Linked DNA regions of Mus musculus: region 2 is linked to region 1. Evidence: chromatin contacts called from public Hi-C data. All regions are on one chromosome and are shown on one strand. The core of a region is the stretch at or near the end of the contact, and the rest is flanking DNA. Distances in the headings are between cores, read along the strand shown.

What was found. A called contact is a pair of places that touch in the nucleus more often than the background predicts.
Region 2: a contact with region 1 is called in a Hi-C map of liver, with 5 times the contacts expected there. The contact joins two enhancer-like sites. A contact is called at or near these places in 1 of 484 Hi-C or Micro-C datasets (liver), 1 of 115 datasets of contacts at active chromatin or transcription factors (embryonic stem cells) and 2 of 9 other capture datasets (adipose tissue and pancreatic islet).

What each region holds. Positions count from the first base shown.
Region 1 is chr8:106,183,945-106,188,224 of GRCm38.p6, forward strand. The region is part of intron 2 of Slc7a6 (solute carrier family 7 (cationic amino acid transporter, y+ system), member 6); the gene reads left to right. Among named protein-coding and RNA genes, the nearest start is that of Slc7a6, 17 kb to the left of the region's middle. Within about 2 kb of position 2,192, at least 52 of the 459 cell types and tissues checked have an H3K27ac peak or open chromatin away from gene starts, as enhancers often do. A contact at or near this core is called in liver, where this site is marked.
Region 2 is chr8:106,301,753-106,306,015 of GRCm38.p6, forward strand. The region is part of intron 1 of Smpd3 (sphingomyelin phosphodiesterase 3, neutral); the gene reads right to left. The region is part of intron 1 of 4930506A18Rik (RIKEN cDNA 4930506A18 gene); the gene reads left to right. Among named protein-coding and RNA genes, the nearest start is that of 4930506A18Rik, 22 kb to the left of the region's middle. Within about 2 kb of position 2,764, at least 5 of the 459 cell types and tissues checked have an H3K27ac peak or open chromatin away from gene starts, as enhancers often do. A contact at or near this core is called in liver, where this site is marked.

The DNA.
Region 1 (4,280 bases), core at 942-3,441:
GCTTCCATATGCTTAGTCATGGGGCATAGGCTATGAGACCCATATGTAGGCTGGATTGGCCCTCAGACTTGTTAGGCCTGCACAATTGCACAGTTCTCTCTCTCCCTCTCTCCCTCTCTCCCTCGGTCCCTCTTTTCCTCCCTTGCTCCCTTCCTTCCTTCTCTGTAGATCATAGTAGCCTGGAACTTGCTAAATACTCCACGTCTGTCTCAGTCTACTGAGTACTGGTGTGGTAACATATTCCTGTAATCTCAATATTTGGAAAGATGAGGCAGGAAGACTCACTGCTGTGAGTCAAAAAAGGCTGCTCTGGGCTAGAAAGTGAGGACTGAGCCAGCCTGAGCTACAAAGCATGATCATGTCTCTAAAACAAACAGACAGAATTAGAATATGCAATTTTCTTGAGGAATCAAGAGTTCTCGCAATTTGAACCCCAATTCCTGTCCCTCAACACTCAGCTGTGTTTGAACAGCTATCGCTTCTGTTAAATGTCGTGTGTGGTTCCCAGTCGACTGTAGGCTTCTGCTTCCTTGAACTGTATATCCAGGCTTCGCTGCCTTTCCCATTTTTGTTGCTTTTTTTTTGTTTGTTTTGTTTTGTTTAAAAAGTTTTTTTGAGACAGAGTGGCCTGGAATTCATTATGTAGATCAAGGTGGCCTGAACCTCTCAGAGATCCGCCTGCCTCTGTTTCCTTATTGCTTGGATTAAAGATGTGAACTGCTGTTCTCTGCTGTGTAATTGCTTTTTTATCTTTTGTAAATTGTTTGCTTTTTTTTTGTGTGTGTGTCTGTGTGTGTGTTGTATGTGAGTGTATGCCACATGTAAGCCAGTGCCCGCAGAAACCAGAAGAGGACATTGCATCTCTTGGAGCTGGTGATAGCGGAAGTTGTAAGAGAACCAAATTCATGTCCTCTGGAAGGGCAGCAAACCCTACCAGAGCATCTCTAGCCTTCCCAGCTGTACTGCTTTCTTGACCCCTAACAGGACTGTTGCTTCTGCCACTGTCCTCCCACTCCTCTCCCTACTCCATTCTCAGGTTACATTTAGCAGGAAAATCTAAGCAATTGTTGGTGGTTGTAGAATTTCAGGGTGTCTTACTTCTTATCCTAGAGTAGTGGTTCTCAGTGGGACTTTAGTTTGGCACAAAGGTGGCATTTGGCAGTATGGAGACATTTTTGGGATGCTAGTACTAGGAAGCAGTACTACTCTTATCTGTTGGGTAGAGGCTAGGAGTGACATTGAACACCCTGCCATGGCCTAGAGAGGCTCCTTAAGCTCCAATGGTTTGCATGTAGCTTACTAGAAGGACAAAGGAAGGCATGCTTTGCTTCAGAGATGCTTCCTAAGGCCCAGCCTGAAACATCTGTTCATGTCCTTAGGGAAAATATAAGTAGGTAATCTACCTGTGAGGAATTCTGGGACATCATTTAGCCATGACTTCAGCTAAAGTTTCTATTGAGGAGAAAGGAGGGAAAATACTGGAAGGTGACAGTCTGCTACAGAGTGACTTTGGGGAATTTGTAACAACTTCCCAGAAGGGTTAGGCTAGGCTCAGTGGTAGACTATCGGGATAGCATGCAGAACATGTTGTGTTCAGTCCCTAGAACCACCAGGACTAACTAAAACTAAGCTCTCAGAGAGCCTTGGAGACTGTTGTATAGGTCCATGCTCATTGACGTTGGCTTGTCTAGCATGGAAATAGAATCAGAAGAGGGAAGGAGTCGAGGTTTGAGTTGTAGCACCTGGCCTCCAGGCTCAGTCTGGTAAGCTGGATGGGGCTGGGTGATCTTGGAAGCACATGGCGTGTGGGTCTGTGGCGAAATCTTGTTTGCTAATTAGAAGCAGGCAAGCAGTCAAGGGATTTGGCTTCTACTTGGTAGACTGTGTTCTTTGGCAAGATTGAGAGTGTGAGGCAAGTTAGGTGCCTGGGGCCAGCTCTGAGGATATACTCTCTGCGATTCTTTTGCTTGATTCCCTGAGAGGGAGTGTTTCTTAGATTGTGTGCCCTAGGCATTTGACTCACTTCATCCTACAGGTCAGCTCTCTCTGGCAAGTGTGCTGTGGCTCATTAACTCCTTGTGTTGAGAAAAAATCATATGCTTGGTGAATCAAAACGCAAGAGAACATGCCATAGAGAAAGGCTCGCTTCCTCTCCAGCTCTTTAATCTTTCTCTCAGTCAGTCTTCTGACCAGGTGCCTTTGGTGCCTCTCCAGCTGGCCTTCGGAATAGGCCCTGCTGGCACTTTCTGAGGCATGCCTTCCCGCATCTTTTTATACAGTCATTGGCTCCACTGCAAACTCTGTTTACTTGTGTGTAGAAATGACCATGTCTGGAGGGAGTCTGTATAAGAGTAGAGGGAGGGAGAGAGGAGCAAGCCTGAGACTAGTGCCTGCTTGCTCGTGGGCTGAGGGCAGGACACATGCTCAGGGAACCCAGCTAGGCTTTTGTGTCTCTTCTATGATGTCAGTTTTTGGTCTTTCTCTCTTGCCCCCTTTTCTCTGTTTCTACCTTACTTTTGTCTCCCGTCTCTGTCTTTTCTCTCCATTTCTGTGCATTTCTTTGTATTTTGGTCTTTCCCCCCTACAAGTTCATGCCTTCTTTCTTCTGCTTCTTCTGTGGTCTTGCTTTCTTTCTCTGCTGGCAGTTTCTGTTCTGCTGTTAACCAGGGCTTCTGTGGGTTTTGACTTCGTGTAGTTCTAGACTCTAAGCGTTCCTTGTTGCTAGTAGACAGACTCACTCTCTTGGTATTCTGGGAAAGGTAATTTATAAGTCCAGATTGGATCCATTGTTTGGCTTGAGCAAGTCTCAGGGGAAAGAGAGCAAGTCCTAACAGAGAGATGGACAAGTACCTCAAAATGTGCTTACTGTATTATGTTGGTGGTTGTTGTTTACTGCTGGTTGTTAACTATGTATGTTAGCTGAGTATGTATCCAGGCTTAGCCAGAGAGAACTTTGATCAGCAGTTGATTCCTGTGAAGATTTTTTTCAGCAGCACACATTCCTTTGCTGTACCCCTTTCCCACCAACTTCCTTAACCATTGTAATCCAACCCCATAGAATTGTTTCATTATGTGTCTCTCAAACTCCCTGCACCCCCTTATATGACTGACTGGTGAGTACCTGTATTATTTGGAAGCATATTTTTAAATATGTTTTTCTTATGTGTATGAGTGTTTGCTAGCATATGTATGTCTGGTTACCATGGAGGTAAAAGGACACCAGTTCTCCTGGAACTAGAGTTACAGATGGTTGTGAGTTACCCTTTATGTGCTGGGAATTGAACCCTGTCCTCTGGAAGAGCAGCCAGTGCTCTTAACTGCTGAGCCAACTTCCAGCCCTACTTGACAACATATTAAGTGAGGCTCTTGAAACACACGGAGGTTGTTCTATCACATGTGGTAATCTTCAAAGCTGGCCCTGGAACACTATTCTTTTGAGTGGAGAACGGTCCACCTTTCTGAGAACTGTCCCAGGGAACTGGCTGTTTCCTGAAAGCCATTACTACCTTGCTTCCAACCGGGGCTCATCAGCTCCCCTCTTTGCTGGAGCTTTACACATGTTATAAACTATTGCTTCCTCTTGAGAGTTTGTGGTCTTTCAGAAACAAGACTTTGAGATAACTGAGGGAGAGACCTCCTGGAATTAGATGTTCCCAGGACTGTAGCATTTGATACTGTGATGGTTTCGATATGCTCGGCCCAGGGAGTGAAACTATTAGAAGGTGTTGGAGCAGGTGTGCCACTGTGGGTGTGGGCTATAAAACCCTCACCATAGCTGCTTGGAAGTCAAGATTCTGCTAGCAGCTTTTAGATGAAAATGTAGAATTCTCAGCTCCTCCTGCACCATGCCTGCCAGGATGCTGCCATGCTTCTGCCTTGATGATAATGGACTGAGTCTCTGAACCTGTAAGCCAGCCCCAATTAAATGTTGTCTTTTATAAGACTTGCATTGGTCATGGTGTCTGTTCACAGCAGTAAAACCCTGAGACAGATGCTAAACTGTATTGTGAAGTGAGAATGTGAAGGGGAGAAGAAACATAGGTTTGGAGTGCCCAGTTTATTTGGGGAAGGTTTTTAGAAGGAGTAGGGGCTAAGCTAGGCGTTGGAAGTAGATGTCAGTAATGGCTGTGATAAGAAGAGGCTAAAACTCTTTGTATGTGTATCTGGCATAGATAAGGGAGAGTCCACCTAAAGGAGTAGTAGGTGGGAGTGCGAGCACATGGCTGAGAGAATGGGCCCCAAGAGTTTATAAAAGACAGCATTTAGGTGGGGGCTTGCAT
Region 2 (4,263 bases), core at 1,514-4,013, 120 kb after region 1:
TAGAAGCGTGTAACAAGAGATGTGGCAGTGAGAGTATTAAGCTAGAAGTACTCTCTGAAGGGAAAGGAGATAGAAGTTTCTAAACAGCATGGCTTTTTTTTTTTTTTTTTTTTTTTTTTAAGAAAAGGTCTACATGGCCCCAATTGTCCCAGAACTCGATATCTAAACCAGGGTGGCATCAAACTTAAAGAGACCTACTGCCTCTTCCTTCTGAGTGCTGAGATTAAAGGCATGTGCTACCACAACAGGCCTAATGGCCATTGAAAACAATAACAACAACAACAACAACAACAACAACAACTAAAACCTGACTAGGGCCTTATGCAGCTAGGCAAGTGCTCTACACGCAGCTAGAACTCCAGCCCCACAATGCCAGTCTTAAGAAGTTCTAAATTTATCCTTGAGATTCATGGAACTCAAAGCAAAAAGAGAAACATAACCAATTACAAAGCTCCAGAGACTAACATGGACAATATGTGTTAGTTCAAGAATATCAGTTTATTTGTGAATTTATAAAAAAAAATGAGGCAGCAGTAACTTGAGGGAAGTTGGAGGAAAGATCTAAAAAGTTTTTTTTTTTAAGATTTATTTATTTATTATATGTAAGCACACTGTAGCTGTCTTCAGACACTCCAGAAGAGGGCGTCAGATCTTGTTACAGATGGTTGTGAGCCACCATGTGGTTGCTGGGATTTGAACTTCAGACCTTTGGAAGAGCAGTCAGGTGCTCTTACCCACTGAGCCATCTCACCAGCCCCAAAAGTTTTTTTTAGAAAAGACTGATTTTGAAATTTTTTTGTAGTGGCAGAAAAAGCCATAGTGAAGATAGACACATTTACTATCTGAGTGGACATGGGCAGCTTTAGATTAATCAGTTTATTGCCGAATGACTGAATCACTTGGGATGGTGATTGACACAAAGCCACTGACCTGGGTCTCAGCATTCAAAGCATCTGGTCTACCCTAAGGTAGAGGCTGTGCAGACAGCACAGGTCTGTTAGACTCAGTGCACCTAAAGAATTCAACTATGTCTGTCTCCCAAAGCTTGAGAGCTCCAGCGAGGGAAGAAGATCACTCCTATCATGTCTTGGGTATGGGCCTGGACTCAATTAATATTGAATAATGGTTATATTGGGTATAGTCAGGACTCAATTAATATTGAATAATGACGTCTTACAAACTAGAGGCAGAAATAGTATCCACAATACAATAAACAGCAGTTTTACCTTAGTAGGGACTTACTGGACCTTGTCAGTAGGAGCCAGGCAGTTATGAAGTGCCTAGTAAGTAGGATGTGATGTACTTGGACTACAAAAGACCTATCATGGGCTGGAGAGATGGCTCAGAGGTTAAGAGTGGTGACCGTTCTTCCAGAGGTCCTGAAGTCCCAGCAATGACATGGTGGCTCACAACCATCTGTAATGGGATCTGATGCCCTCTTCTGGTGTGTCTGAAGATAGCTACAGTGTACTCATATACATTAAATAAATAATATTAAAAAAAAAAGACCTATCATGGCTCTGTTCAGGTAGCTAAGCCCAGGCTTACAAGTGCCTTGAAAAGGCAGAGGGGAAGGAAGGCTCAGAGACAGTGCTGACTTGTTCCTAGCTGTCTCCCTGTACACTTGAAGGGTAGGACCTCACAAGCATGATAGAGGAAAAGGGAAAGATTGGAGAAGGTCAGGGAAAGAAAAGGACCAAACTAGTGTTGATGAAGACACAGGACTTGAACCTGAGCAGGAGCAAATAATGGCGACAATAATCAAACATGAGAGGCACAAGCAGTGAGGGACCAACAGCCAGTGTGTTGAGCATTCTGTCGAGCCAGGTCCCTAAAGCAAGCCATATATATATAATTTTTTTTCGAGACAGGGTTTCTCTGTATAGCCCTGGCTGTCCTGGAACTCACTTTGTAGACCAGGCTGGCCTTGAACTCAGAAATCTACTTGCCTCTGCCTCCCAAGTGCTGGGATTACAGGCGTGTGCCACCAACGCCTGGCGCAAGCCTTATATTTATCATCATATTTTATTCCCACAAATAAAGCTCCTGACTTGCTCTGGTGGCACCAAGAGGAAGTAGCTATGGTACTCTGGGGATCCTAAGACAGTTGGTTGGCTATCAAAAGTGCTGAGGGCTAGGAGGAGGCCTCAGTTGAAGGAACAATCAGATCATTGGGACAGAGGAGAGACTGGGCTGGGATAGTTGGGAGGGCAGTGGAAAGGTGTGTGATATACTGAGCTTGTGACACACTGAGTTTGAGAAGACAACAATCGCCTGGAAATGTGGGCCTGGATCTAGAGAGCTGAGGCAGGATGTCAGAGAGGAATGCACTAGGAGATGCATGGCCTGGGGGGGGCTGGTGTTGCTGAAAAGATAAACTAACCAAGATGGAGCTTATGGAAGGGCCTGAAATTAGAACCAGGGAATGACAGGACAGAGACATGCTGAAAAGAATACAGGACAGGAGGCCATGGAGGCAGAGGCTCTGGGCTCGGCAGATTAGGGTGAGCCTGGCTCTTCCCTGGGAAAAGAATAAGGAGGAAAAGGCATAGAGCACAGATTAGGAGAAATGAGTGGGTGGTGAGGACTGTCAAGGCTCTTCAGTATCAGCCTGTTAGCTGAGAGTCCCCACTGTCCAATAACCAGCACCAGTCTACAGTGCCATTCCTGATTGCCAGCTATGATCCTTGAGTGGCAGGGAGGAAACCCAAAGTCAGCCAGCAGTCCTGGTGTCCCACAGATGACCCAGTCTCATATCACCAAACATAGCAAAGGTCGGGATGAGGAAATCCCACAGACACCCAGCCACGTGTAGCTCCCCGAACAGCTCTGTGAGACTAGGAAGGAGTAATCTGAAAGCATCCTCCAGCTCTAAGTTGGCTGCCACAGCACCGCTAATTCCCACAGGCTGGTTTGTAAAGAGTGGTCTTGTGCACTCTGCCTGCATGAGTTAATACGCAGCGGCTATGATACAACTTTTTCCCTGGTTTCCATTAAACAAGACAAAACAAGACAAAACACAAAACAACCCGCAAACCCAAAAGAAAAGCCACAAAGCAAATGGCTCTGCAAATCTCGTGGGCAAGGTCACAGTGAGATTAGACCCCAGAGTCTGTGATTCTCACATTTTTGTAGTAAGGATTCTGGTGTCAATAAGACATTATAAAATAACATTCCAGCTCAGTTGCTTAAGAAGCACGGTAGCGCATGGCATATGTTTTAAAGGTTAGGTATTTGAAAAGATGGGAATACCTTTATTAAGCACCAGCTACAGAACCATTATCTTAAACTCCTCGATTTCATAACAGTCTGGTTTCAGAGGAGGAGGTAGGGAGCTATCGGAGAGCATCTCTGCGTGTGATGCCGATGCTGCTCTTGCCCACCCTTGGCTTTCCCCAAGGCCTTTGTGAATGGATAGGGGGGAAGCTTGCTTTATTATGCACTGATTTGTGTATGTTGAAGCAGAGCCTTACTTACTGTGCTGTCTAGGTTGGCCCTGAACTTCTGGGATTAAGAAATCTTCCTGCCTCAGTCTACCATTTAGTTGGGACAGTGAGTGTGCGCTCCTGTGCCCTGCTTTGACAGCTGGTGACGCAGGCTTTGCTAGACCCATGCACCTGTGCTTGAGTGGTGCTCTGAAGGACACTGGTGATGCTGTCAGTGTCCCATTAGCATACTTTGGGGACAATGTACTTGGTCTGACACCCAAGGTTTGGGCCATTTTGAGGGTCAGAGGGTCAAAAGTCCTGCTTTTTGCCTCCGTACCCAGGATGAAGCTACCCTCTTCTCCATGGCAAGAATGGAAAATAAACAAATGGTGTGCCAGAGCTCTGTTGTAAGGATTTGATCCACCTGCAAGGTAGCTTTGGGAACCTTATCTTTCCAGAGAAATTATTTCCAGAGGACTTGGATGGTGGTAGGCTCTGATTTTCACTCTTTAATCATTCAGAAAAAAACATATCCATTTCCATTTATTCATAATAGTGGGAAATCATTGAGTTTTTTTTTTTCCTGTGCAAAGGTCAAACTATAAAAAGCTAAGTGGACTCGGAGAATTCTAGGCTAGTTACAGAACACGGCTGCACATTAGGAGGAATCCAAAAAAGGATTTAATCCCCCTTTGGAAGCAGCTGGTGATAATCTTCTCTGTACTTTCTCCCCATGGGTGTTAAATTCAGGTATAAGGACAGAAAGTAAGTTCTTTTCAATGAGTAGAACGTGTAGGCTGTACTGAGAGGGAGGCCTGGATCAGAAATCTTACCA